Regions from separate parts of the Sus scrofa genome. Here region 1 is linked to region 2. The links are chromatin contacts, called in public Hi-C maps. All regions are on one chromosome and are shown on one strand. The core of a region is the stretch at or near the end of the contact, and the rest is flanking DNA. Distances in the headings are between cores, read along the strand shown.

Evidence for each region. A called contact is a pair of places that touch in the nucleus more often than the background predicts.
Region 1: a Hi-C map of liver shows a contact between it and region 2, with 6 times the contacts expected there. The contact joins two enhancer-like sites. A contact is called at or near these places in 2 of 47 Hi-C or Micro-C datasets (fetal skeletal muscle and liver) and 1 of 2 datasets of contacts at active chromatin or transcription factors (skeletal muscle).

What each region holds. Positions count from the first base shown.
Region 1 is chr5:90,069,089-90,075,647 of Sscrofa11.1, reverse strand. The region is part of intron 1 of LOC102158255 (a long non-coding RNA gene); the gene reads right to left. Among named protein-coding and RNA genes, the nearest start is that of EEA1, 59 kb to the left of the region's middle. Within about 2 kb of position 2,492, at least 18 of the 83 cell types and tissues checked have an H3K27ac peak or open chromatin away from gene starts, as enhancers often do. A contact at or near this core is called in liver, where this site is marked.
Region 2 is chr5:89,916,359-89,923,192 of Sscrofa11.1, reverse strand. No RefSeq gene overlaps it. Among named protein-coding and RNA genes, the nearest start is that of NUDT4, 190 kb to the right of the region's middle. Within about 2 kb of position 2,747, at least 4 of the 83 cell types and tissues checked have an H3K27ac peak or open chromatin away from gene starts, as enhancers often do. A contact at or near this core is called in liver, where this site is marked.

The sequences.
Region 1 (6,559 bases), core at 1,243-3,742, 150 kb before region 2:
ATCAGAACAATCACTAGCTGGGGCGGGGGCAGGTATGTAGGAAGGTGAGTCATGTGAGTAAGTGAAGCAGGCACCGGTCAAGCAGGGCATATATATAGAGAAAAAAAACGTCATCCTGAGTGGCCTCACCATACACACGTGTGCGTACACGCACACACGCACGCACACAGAGAAAATGACCTGAAATGGACTATATTCCTGGATGGAATTCAAAGACAGAAAGAGGTGAGAGACAAACCCTTTCCATCAGGATGGTTCCCCCTCCTGAGTACACGGGAGCTACCTACCACTAATCTCTTGCAATTCAAGGAAATTCCTCCGCATTTCTCGCAAGGGCCAGTCCTTGGTCATGGTTCCAGTATACCACATGGTGAGTTTTGAACATTCTTCTGTTGCTGTATGTATTTAATTGTAAAAGTGGTAAGAGCCACAGCTACTAACCAGTTGTGGGTTCAACGAGGCTCAATTTTTGATTATTGAATCCAACGTATTAGTGGTTTTTTCCAACTTTGTGTTATCCACACATCTGATTTTCATGTCTTCTTTGTTTTCATTCAAGTTCATAATAAAAATATTTGAATAGGTCGGGGTCATGGACAAAGGTCTCAGACAAATAATTGAGATTTTCCACAAAGCTGATATGAATCCATTAATTAATCAACAGGGTTTGGCTAAGCCTTTCCTGATTCCTTTCCTCTGTATTATCTACTCTCCCTATGGCTGAAGCTCTAGAGATTTCCATCTATGGGCTTGGCCTCCCCGTGTGTCTGGGAACAATCCTAGGAATCTGAAGGTCTCCAGACTAAAACTGCAGAACTCAGATTTGGGTCATGTTTCCTCCTGGTATAGTATTGGCTCTCTTCCAAGGTATAACAACTAAGCTTCTGCCATGTGGCCTATTCTTAAATTACTATCTTGATGAGTTGCTTTTTAACTCCGATTATCCTATGATTAGAGCACTTCCACTTTTTAAAAATAATTAAACTTGGGTTCTGTTCATTTATTTCCCCAAAGTCCCCATACAATAATTTTTTCCTCCTAAAATCCAACACGAAAATTGGAAGCTTGTAACCTGTCAATCTTTCTGTGATGCCAATCCTTGCTTACCAAGGTTTCCAGTTATTTGCACCCTATTCCCAGCATGCTTTTAATTTGCCCCACTGTTTGTATTAGACACTTGTAAGCCTCCTCCATGTTGGCTGCTTGCCTGTACTGACATCTGCTTGCTGTCTGTCATGGCACCCTTACAATGCCATGACCTGCCAACCAACCAGTCTTCCACTAGCATCTTATGCTTCTTCAGTATCTGCATCTTTCTCCACTATTTTCCTGTTTTGTTGACCAAAATATTATAAGCAGTTTTATCTGATGTGTGCTGAAATCAAGTATTTCTATGACTTTCTCTGATATGTAATCTACTATCTACTAATTCTATCAAAGAAGAAATAATTTCAGTTTGGCACGCTTGATCAAAGTAGAGTCTACTCTTTACCGTTCATGTTTCTAAATGCTTACATAGGAAATATTGTTCCATTCTCTGGAATGACTTTTATCTGGATATGGAGATTTGAATGTCCATCTCCCACGAAGATCTGGCCAACCAAGGTACCAATTTATAGTCACCAGTACATACCAGTAAGGAAAATTTACTATCTCACATGACAAGAAATCCTGGGGTAGGTTGGCTCGCAGGTTGGTTGATTCAGCAGCTTAATGACATCATCAAATATCCAGAGTCCTTCTATATTTCTTTCACTATTTGGTTTGGCCTTTGGCTGGCTCCCTTCATGGATGCAAGGGAGCTCCCACAGCTCTAGTATCATGCCTCGCTAAAAATAAGGATTATTTTTCCTATAAGTTTTTTTTTAGGAGCAGGAGAATATCCTTAGAAAATCCCTTTTGCTAAGCTCTCGTTACACTTTATTGCACAGAACTGGGTCCCCTGCCCCTTCTGAGCCAATCACTGGCAAGCTCAGACTGATCAAAAATTAATCCCGAGACATGTAGGGAAGGGATGGGCAACCCCTTCAAACTGGCTCTTTACCAGACAGGAGAAAGTGGGCAGAGGCTCTTGACTAGCAAACCATACTGTCTGCTTCAGACAGAGGGAATTACTCCCTGATTTGGAGGGGAGGGATATTTGAAAGCAGTTATTGAAGAAGATTCATTAACATAGCATGGATTTTATCTGTCCAAAATAGTTTAAACGGGGTTGTGTCCAAAACAAAGGGGTAGATTAAGTTATCTCTAAAATTCTCTGCCAACTGTGTAATGCTGTGAGTCTCATTGTTTCCAGTGGGGAAACTGCTTGCAGTTTGGAATTGTGCACATCAGCAGAGTCTGTGCGGCCAGCAAAAGTCCACAGTTGCTGATCTGTGAACATTTCCCCTAATAGCACATTTGTGGAAAACTGAGTCACAGGGATTCTAGGTACTGTGAATCCATTGTCTGAACAATTGTCTGAATGCCTCGCGTCTTAGACACTGGCAGCTTCCCTGTAAACAGACAAACTATAATGGAACAGTTGACATAGAGTGTGGGGTTGGGCAAAGCAAAGCAGGCTGGGCTAACTGGTTTTTCATTGGCAAGGTTCCTTTTTATTTATTTTGGGCTGAAAGCAGGAAATTGTGTTACATAAGGCAATACACTGAATGTGAATGTTAGTGCTGCGATGGAAGAAAACTTGCAGAAAACTTGACCTGACTCATTTAATTAGGTGCAGAGATATTACTGTGCTACATGGTGAGCTATTCAGAGGAAATACAATCCATATGACTTCTGCTTGAGCAACCCAGGTCCTCCAAGAGAAAACTAGGGAGGGGAGGAACGAATTGGGTGGAGAAGAAAGTTATTTTTGTGGCAGTCAGGGTATGATTATTTGTAAGTCCACTAATTATCAGCCAAGGCTCTCATTTCCCTGGCAGTAAGGAGAGGAGCAGCTGAATGGAAGTGATCCTTCAGGCATAGAGTCTAGGGACTCAGCAACTGATTGGTTTTGGGGAGCAAGAAAGAAGAGTTGAAGATAATGTTGCCCGTTTCCTAATATTATTGAGCAATTCACTACATCAGGAACACATGCTAAATGCTTCGTATAATTACTGTGTCCCTTACTTCTCCCAATAGTCCTGTTGAGTAAGTACTGCTGTTCTTTCCATTTTATAGCTAAAGAAACTGAGGCTTCATGGGGCTAATTTAGTAAATGGCAGCAATAAGATTAGACTCTAGATCCTGATTCTTAATTCATTGCTACACTCTGCCTTTCAGGGTGGAGAGGAGGCAAATGAGGAATTTTTATTTAGATATATCGAGTTTTAATTGTTGGCAGGACATTCCGTTGAAGATGTCCAGCAGGCTATAGGAAGTTGAGGAAAAGATCTAGGATGGAGGACTGATTTGGCAATCACCTGCTGAGGGTACAAGTTAAAATCATGAGCTTGCCTTTCGAGACTATGAGGGCTACCTACTCCGTGTGACTATCTTTTGCACCTCAAACATCAGGAATTGGAAGAAACATTGGTTTACCCATAGGCTCATCTTACTGGCTTGACTGGCCCACCAGCGGCTTCTGTGACTTTGGGCAAGTCGCTTAAGCTCTGAATCTCTGTTAAATGAAGTCTCTTCCAGCTCTCAAGTTCTAGACTAAGTAAGTAAGTAAATTCAAGCCCGGACTAAGGTAACTGCAGTGCGAGAGGAAAAGAAGAAGAATGCAAGAGTTACTGTAGAGACAACCGACCAGATGCCAAAACATGGGAGAGAAAGAGAAACAGAAGATAGAGAAAACTTTTCCAGCATAGATGTAGGACTATCTCTATCAAGATAGAGAAGGAGGTGGTGCCCAAGACTTTTGAAGAGATGATAAGGGGCTTTGTTCTGGATACAGAAAGGTGAAGTGTTGTCCATTGGGTATTTCTGTGGGCGTTGGTAAATTGCTGGGCTAGAAATATTTATTTATACAGACACGGAGCCTAGATGTGAAGAGGGCAGAGCAGGTGATTCACGAAATAACCTTTGAGATCTTTTCTGTCTCTCGGCCTCCCTGACCATGGTCTCCGTGGCAACGTGACTCACTGTCCACACTGGATGACCTCACGCTGGATCAGCTGGTTTTCGCGCTGTCTGACAAATGGCAGAGCACCCTCAGTGTTTTCTGAATGGGTGGCAATGTGGTTCCAGATAGTTCAGCTACTTCTCCATGCTCTGTTACTTTCTGCCTTTCTTTTTACATGCCTTTCTAATAAGCCCTACCTTTAATCTTTCACATCTGAATCATCCTCTCCCTGCCCTCTACCCCCAGCTGCTGGCTCCTACAGTGGGCAGCTCTTTACTACTTCATTCATCATTTTTCCCCACAGCCTCCAGTTTCATTCATACCCTTTCTTAGGCCCCATGAAAACTTCCTAACTCCTTAATTTCTAACCAACAATAATTCTACTCTTCTATCTCTTGCATTCTTTTTTTTTCCTCCCCACACCCATGACATATGGAGGTTTCTGGGCCAGGGATCAAACCCATGCCACAGCAGCAATCCAAGCTGCTGCAGTGACTTTGCCAGATCTTTAATCTGCTGTGCCACAAGGAAACTCATGTTGCATTCTTATTGTTCGCTCTCATTTTTATCATCATCATTAATGGATAATTTGTGCCAAGCCTCAAATGAAGTGTTCTGTATGTATTAGCTCATTTAATTGTTACAATAATCCTGAGTGGCAGGTACTCTTTGTCCTATTATACAGGGAAGGAGCTGAGGTTTGGCATGATTGCATTACTCGCCTGAGTCCTGTAGTAAACTGGGGATGGAGGAATGGAACCAGATGGTTTAATGCCGAAGCCCAAGCTCTCCCCACTCTGTGTCACTGCTCTCTAGCCCAACTAATGGTTTCATGCCTCTTATCTTGGACCAATTGTATTCCACTTCTCCGAAGTGTTTTTGGCATTTTCATGAATGAGTACAATTATTTAAGCAACTAATTCTTATATATTCCATAAAAAAACTCTTGTAATTGCACATCATCACTCCCAAACCAACCAGACCCACATATCATATTCTCACAAACAAATGTATACGCAAGGCATTCACCTGCTTTTTTTAAAACTATCATTTCCTTTCCTGCTCATTTCAATCTGACGAGGTTAACCAGAAAGATTTTACATGTTAGGGTAGGGAAGTATTACAAAAAGAGTATGAGACACGGTGTGGGGGGGGTCCCCGTCATGGCTCAGCAGAAAAGAATCTACTAGTATCCATGAGGACACAGGTTCGATCCCTGGCCTTGCCAGTGGGTTAAGGATCCGGCGTTGCCATGAGCTGTGGTGCAGTTCAGAGATGCAGCTCAGATCTGGCGTTGCTGTGGCTCTGGCGTAGGCTGGCAGTGGCAGCTCCCATTCGACCCCTAGCCTGGAAACCTCCATATGCTGTGGGTGCTGCCCTCGAAAGACAAAAAAAAAAAAAAAAAAAAAAAAAAAAGATGAGGCATGGTCCCAATTTTGGTGTAAAAAAAACAAGGACACTTGTATGGATACAAGGTATATACAGAGTAGCTAAATAAAAGTAAACAATAGTGAATTAGTAAGTGTTCCAAAGAAAAATAAAAGCAGTAAACACTGCAGGATTCCATGGAAGCGGAAAACTTTAAGGAGGAGTGGGATTTGGTGGGTGGAGGACAGATACCGGAGTGAAGACAGAAATCAGCATCTCCACTGACCATTACAGAGCAAGCAGCCCACAGGCTGGATATTAAAGTTATTGGGAATAAAGCAATGCGGAAGCTGTCTTTCTCCCAAATACTTGGTTTCTGGGAAAGGCCTAATTTACACTTAGTGAAATAAATAATAATACAAAGAGGCACATAATACACAGAACAAGAGTTTGGTAATTTTGAAAATGAAAGGAACTTACCCCAGCAAGAGGGGTAAGCCCAGGGACAGAGAGTGAGCCATTTTAGGCATGAAGCAAGGGCTCACTCATTGTAACAAAAGCCTTCTATAAACCAGGCGCTGAATACAGTTGCTACAAAGAGGGCAAAGCAAACAGGAGGAGCCAGGAACGTCATTTGTGAGGGCAGGGAATGCGGGAAAGGGTACCTCTCCCAGTCGGAGACATCAGAGAAGGCTTCCTGGGGCAGAAAAGTAGGAGGAGGAGTCACCTGGGCCAGAATGGGCAGGCAGGGTGGGCAGGGCCCTTCTGCATGAAAGCACAGGTTAGAAGATACCCTTGGAGCAGAGGGGAGAAAGAACAGAACCTGCAGGTCATTTAGTATCACTGTGAGAGTGTGGGAGACACAGAAGACGAAGGCAGAAGCTGGACTGGAAGGGTCCTGATGGCCATGTGAGGGAGCCCAGGCTCGATGTTGAACCACTGAAGTGGGCTAAGCATCCTGCAGGTGGAGGGGGCTGTAGGAATTCAGTCCCGGTTACACCTGGGTTCAGCGAGCTTCATGTGCCAAACCGAGAGTCTTTCCTCCACGTGAGTCTTCTGTGATCCCTGTTCTTGTAGTGCAGAGAATAAACCGGGCACTAGACATTCCAAGGAAACAGCCCAATTCAAAGGAGAGCTGCTGAA
Region 2 (6,834 bases), core at 1,498-3,997:
TATTTTCTGGTATATTTGTGATCATATTACTTTCCAACTCCTAATTTCAATATTGTTTTGGATATCGTTTGTATATAATGCCATGTGAGACTGGACGTAGGGAGGCCCAGTTTTAAATGTGTTGGAATAGCCCATGTAATACCCCAATACTTACAACAGCCCAGAGTTTGAAGCAGGAATAGAAATAAAAATACCGTTAGAACTAACCCACTGTAACTTCTACTGTCTCACATACAGATGGCCAAAAAACACATGAAAAGATGTTCAACATCACTCATTATTCAAGAAATGCAAATCAAAACCACTAGGAGGTACCACCTTACACCAGCCAGAATGGCCATCATCAAAAAGTCTACAAACAATAACTGCTGGAGAGGGTGTGGAGAAAAAGGAACCCTGTTACACTGTTGGGGGGATTGTAAATTGGTGCAACCACTGTGGAAAACAGTATGGAGATCCCTCAGAACACTAAACATAGAACTACCACTTGATCCAGCAATCCCACTCCTGGGCATCTATCCAGAGAAAACCATGACTCGAAAAGACACATGTACTCCAATGTTCATTGCAGCACTCTGTACAATAGCCAAGACATGGAAACAACCTAAATGTCTATCGACAGAGGAGTGGGTCAAGAAGATGTGGCACATACACACAATGGAATATTACTCAGCCATTAAAATGAATGGAATACTGGCATTTTTAGCAACATGGATGGACCTAGAAATTATCATGCTAAGTGAAGTCAGTCAGACAATGAGACACCAACATCAAATGCTTTCACTGACATGTGGAATCTGAAAAAAGGACAGACTGAACTTCTTTGCAGAACAGATGCTGACTCACAGACATTGAAAAACTTATGATCTCCAGAAGAGACAGTTTGGGGGGAGGGGGGATGTGCTTGGGCTGTGGGATGGAAATCCTGTGAAATTGTATTGTTATGATCATTATACAACTACAGATGTGATAAATTCATCTGAGTAATTAAAGAAAAAAACTTCTACTGTCTCAAATTTCTCCCTGTTGAATCACCTAACTTCAAATGCATGCCTGTACATAGTCCTTAGAAATTTGTTCTTCTACTTAAATGCAAAGTGGTGGTGTTCTATTTTCTCTAATTGCTCAGCCCCTTCAAAAAACAAAAGACAGCAACATATCTCTCCTAAAACATACCTTCTGCAGTTTAAGTATCCTCGGTTTTTCTTCTCTTTTCTTTTTTCTTTTTATTTCATTTTATTTTTGTGGCCATACCCATGGCATATGGAAGTTCCTGGACCAGGGATTGAATCCAAGCCACAGCTATGACCTATGCCACAGCTGTCGCAATGCCAGACCCTTTAACCCACTGCACCAGGCCAGGTATCAAACCCACACCTCCACAGTAACCAAGCCACTGCAGCCAGATTTTTACCTGACTGTGCCATAGCAGGAACGCTTCCTCGGTTTTTCTAACAGTTACTCAAGCACATGGAACCCCAAGATCTTTGTCAGCTCTCCTCATCTGGGGCCTAGCATCTTAAACTGAGTCCTTTACTCCAGATACAGTGTGACCTACACAAGTAGGATGAGCCCAGGAGGAGGAATGGATTAGACCTTACATAAGTGTTTCCCCAAATTCATTGATTTCTGCTCACTCCCTTACTCTGCTGACTCATGCTAATTTTGCGGTCAGCCAAATCTTTTGTACAAGCTGTTGAAGAATCTTTATTCCCAAGTAATATAAGAGCACTGCTTCATTATATGATTTCCTAGTCCACAGACTTACGAAGAGAATTCAAAGCATTATCTGGCCTATAAGCAAATATCCTCATAGGCAAGGATGGAGGAGCAAGAAGACAGTTCTGTCCTCAGCAATCTAGAGGAAGAGATCTTTCTTTATATAGGAAGGCATCTGTCCAATCGCCAAGAACAGAACAGGAAAAAGAATTACCATGTCCTGAGACCTTACTGGTTGCCAAATCTAAGTGAGGTGCTTCAGCGTTAGTCCGCATAACGATGGTAGGTCAGGATGTGGTGTAAAGTAATAAAGATGTAAGTAAACGAATGCCAGATAGGAGTTTCCACTGTGGTGCAGTGGGTTAAGAATCCAACTGCAGCTGCTCAGGTTAATGCGGTTTGATCCCTGGCCCAGCTCAGTGGGTTAAGGATCCTGCATTGCTGAAGCTGCGGCATAAATCACAGCTGTGGCTCGGATTCAATCGCTGGCCTGGGAACTTGCATACACCACCAGTTCGGCCATTTAAAAAAAAAAAAAAAAAAAAACCAGAAAAATGATCTCCATTTTATGTATGAGGAAACCAAGGCTCAGAGCCCAAATTTCCCAAAATGGTACAGCCAAAAAGCAATGGGACCTTATTAGCCTCTAAAATTCATGTGACTTCTTCTACACGGTCAGCCAGGATTGAACAGATGTAGTTGAGGCAGCAAGCAGCAAGGGCACTGGGCAGTGCTTTACAGCTCAATGAAGGCCTTTCACCTACATTAACTCTTGTAAATTTTATTGAAGTATCATTAATTTACAAGGTCGTGATAATTTCTGCTGTACAACAAAGTGATCAGTCATACATAGACACATACCCATTTACATTGCCTCTTGATTTGGTCTTCACAACATCTTCATGAGATAAGCAGAGCATTTGATACAATCTTTATTTACAGGTAAAGCTATCAGTGCTCAGAGAATCAAGTGGCCTATCCAAGGTCACCCAGATAGACAGTGAGGTTGCAGAGCAAACCTTGACCCCAGGCTCTCTGATAATAAGCACTGTGCAAACACCTCTCCGGGCAAGGGCAACATCAGGGAATGGGGCAAGTGCTGACGAGCAAGGTGGAAATGGGGAAGGGAAACGTTCAAAACCCCAACCTTTCCAAGAAACTGCAATGCGCTTATTATTTTTTAATTATCTTGAATCTTCAAGAACACAAGAAAGGTCAGGCTGCTGACCAAGAGGCAGAGCAGCCCAGGACAGATAGCATCACTGTTTCTTCCACAGCAAGGATGAAGCCTGCCTCTGCCTAGCAAGGATATTGGTGCAATAGATTCTGCAGAGAAGTAGGCTGTAAAGCTGAGCCCAGAGAACCTAATGGCCTTTGACTTCTTCAGCAAAACCAGAATCTTAAAAAAAGAAAAAAAAAATGCTCAGAATAAATCAAATGTGTTCATTTCAAAATCCATTGAAGACATGTAGATTTATTTTTTCTTTTTCAGCCCTACCCACGGCATATGGAAGTTCCTGGGCCAGGGATCGAATCTGAGTCCAAACCGTGACTCGACTTACACCACAGTTGCAGCAATATCAGATCCTTCATCCACTGAGCCAGGCCGGGGATGGAACCCGAGCCTCCACAGAGACAAGCCAGATCATTAACGCACTGCGCCACAGCAGGAACTCCAAAGACCTGTAGATCTAACATCAGTCAGTATTCATAGAACATTTGGTTTTATCAGTTATTTAAACTTCGCTTAAGTCAGGCACCAGCTTATTCAGGCCCACAAAATAGAGGCTTTGCTGGTTAATTGGCAATTTTCCAGCTGGTTACTGGTTCTCACATGGTCCCAGCTGAAAGCAAATCACCCCTTGGGAGATTCTCTTTTTTCTTGTGCCATCAGTGCAGGCCTATTGCCCCCTCTCAAGCCTGGCTGAGAAATAGTTCTCCTGGAGAACAGGAAATTTTACCCTAGGGATTCTATGTGCCCTCAACAAGCAAAAAGGGTTCTTTACCTATCAACAGGTGGTGATAGGAGGAGTTCCCATTGTGGCTCAGTGGTAACAAACCCAGCTAGGATCCGTGAGGATGTGGGTTTGATCCCTGGCCTTGTTCAGTGCGCTAGGGAGCCAGCGTTGCCATGAGCTGTGGTGTAGTTTGCAGACTTGGCTTGCATCCCGTGTTGCCATGGCTGTGGTGTGGGCAGGCAGCTGCAGCTACGATTTGACCCCTAGCCTGGGAACTTCCATGTGCGGCCCTAAAAACAACAACAACAACAAAAAAAACCAAAACAACCAACCAAAAATACAAAAAAACAGGTGGTGGACATATTGTTTTCATTATAATAATCAAGAAAGAGTTTCGTGGAGTTCATGTTGTGGCTCAGCAGTAACAAACCGACTAGGATCCACAAGGATGCGGGTTCAATCCCTGACCTTGCTCTGTGGGTTAAGGATCCTGTATTGCTGCGGCTATGGTATAACCCAGCAGCTATAGCCATGACCCTTAGCCTGGGAACTTCCATATGCCACAGGTGTGGCCCTAAAAAAAAAGACAAAAAAAAAAAGTTTCATTTCTTCAACCAACACATTAAGAAATCTGGGAGAAGACACTAAGATTTTCCTAGTCTTTCCAAGCCTAGCTGTGGTTCATATTCACCTAACTACCATAAAAGAATATTCAGATGCCTGGACTCCTCCTAGAAATGATTCTGCTGCAGAGAAACATGTTAAACTACATTATGAAGATGCCATCTCAGCATGTCAGCGAAATCCAGACTGTGGAAAAGAAAGATGAAGGGAGAACTTGCCGATTTAAAGAGACAGAGACTTTATACCAATGTGGTGTTTGAACTTAGTTGATTCTCATTTAAAACAAACACAAGGTGAAAACAACAAACAAAAGAAAATCTAGGACGTTTGGAAGACAGTTGAAATTTTGAACACTGATTAGATATATGATGACATCAGGGACATTACTATTTCTGTTGAGATTTAATGATAAAATTACAGCTGTTTTTCAAAATCAGTTTACACCTTGCAGTGAAATGTACTAAATGTTTTTGGATAAAATGATATTTAAAATTTGCTTCAGTAAGAGCGGAGAAGAAATATAGATGAAGCAAGACTAGTCATTAGCTGATAATTAGTTGATAATTGCTACAGCTGGCTGGTAGGTTCACGCGCGTAAGTGGGGTTCATTATGCTTTTTGATCTACTTCAGTATATTTTTGAAATCTTCCACAATAAAATTTTACTCTTCTAGGTTTGTGAACTGTTCTATTTATTTTTCCTCCCCGCCTCCACCTTAACACATATATATGAATGTATATACGTAGGCCACACTGTTCCAATGTGAATTAAATGTTTATTTCCCCAGAGGAGGAGAAAAGACAAGTGAAAGTAGGGCACTTTTGTACTGTGTACAAATACAACAATTTCCAGAGATTCATATAAGATTTGATATAAAACTGAGGCATGTAGAAAGAGCTGTTGCCAACATCAGATCAGTCTGTTTACCTCTGAAAACTAGGTTCCCCTCTCCTTTTAAACTACAGCAGTCTGGTTTTTTCCTTCATAAAACTGCCATGTCTGCAAAAGTACCCATGTGTGTGCTGTGTGTGTGTACATAGGGCCACCCGTGTATCTTTGCGCAGGTTATGCACTGCACAAAACGATCACATCGGAGGGGGTCCCCTTCACATTGTCAGCATTGTGGATTTAGCTTTTTCTTATGACAACTATCTTGCAAATGCAATAAAATGTTCTAATCAAATCAGTACATTTGATAACTTCCCAACAGATGGAATCAAAAGGGTCTTAAGGTATGTGCTCCTTTTTCAATCATGGACTCAATAAATGGGCTAGCAATGGACTTGAACTGCCTGATGGCCTGAGTTTGAATTCCTTCCCTTTAAATCACTCACTGACTTTACAATCTTCACAAGTTACTTAATGGCCCTGAGCCCAAGTTGTTTCAACTGTAAAATGGGATGATATTATGGAGAGAATTGTTTAAAACATTAAATATATATGAAACAGTGCCTGGCATAGAGTAAGCCCTCCATTAAGTGTTAGAGATCAGTTATTATTATATTATTCATACTTATTCTAATTTCATGGATATAAATGTGTATTTATGTGTGTTGTATCATTCATAAGCTCAATGAATAAATTATTGCAATGGACTTCAAAAAGACTATCTCCACCATTTTACTAACCCAGACTGTTTTAAAAAGAGGACATTTCTCCAAACCATCAAGCTTTGGAAAATGCTGTAAAGCTCAAGGTCCAAAGAAGCAGCCAGGGTTTATAAGCCTCTCTGCACACAGGAGCTGTATGCATATGCTGATCAGGAGTTCTCAGAAGAAAAATTCTGGGGTTTTTCCATCCTTCTAAGTACTTGGCCAGGACGCTCCTAATGGGAAAAGATCCAGTGGGAGTTGCCAGCCACAGAGGGGGTATTACCCCACAGGCAGAATAGTCAAAACGCTTCAAGAGGTTAAAAGACTATTTTTAAAAGGGAAGAACATAGAGTATGCCTTTAACTTGGTGTTAAAAATAAACTCAGCTGCCTCCTGTACACTTCCCACCTCCTCCCACCGTCCTCCCATACCCTGCCTGCCCATGTGAAAGAGCCTGCGTGTGTTTCATTTTGCTTCTTCTCATGAGCTTTCTTTTTTTTTTGCTCTTAGCCAAACATGGGCCACTTGGTTTTCAGTTCAATAAAACAAGTTGCATTCCGTCTTCAAATTTCCGCAGGGACCCACGGAAGACAGGCTGGATTACAACTCAGAATTAACCCATGTCAGAGGCTGAGGAAAAGCTGTGTCCAGAGATAGATTAGCAAAATGGAGCCCTGCCAACTTTCCCTCAAGCTGGGAAGCGTCTGCAGGGCAAGGGGTGGGGGGCCTTAGGCAAGGGGGCCTTTTATTGAATTCTGTTTAATAGTGAGGTTTAAGCACAGACCTTTCCTGAGGCATGATCATTCATGGAATACTGCTTTGCTGAGTTTGTTTCAATAAATTCCATTAAACAACCACAAGAATCCTATAGATCTGATATGCCAGTATTTGTCCAATAAAAGAGCTAATCTATATAGCAGAAGATCTGCTGTTCTAGAATG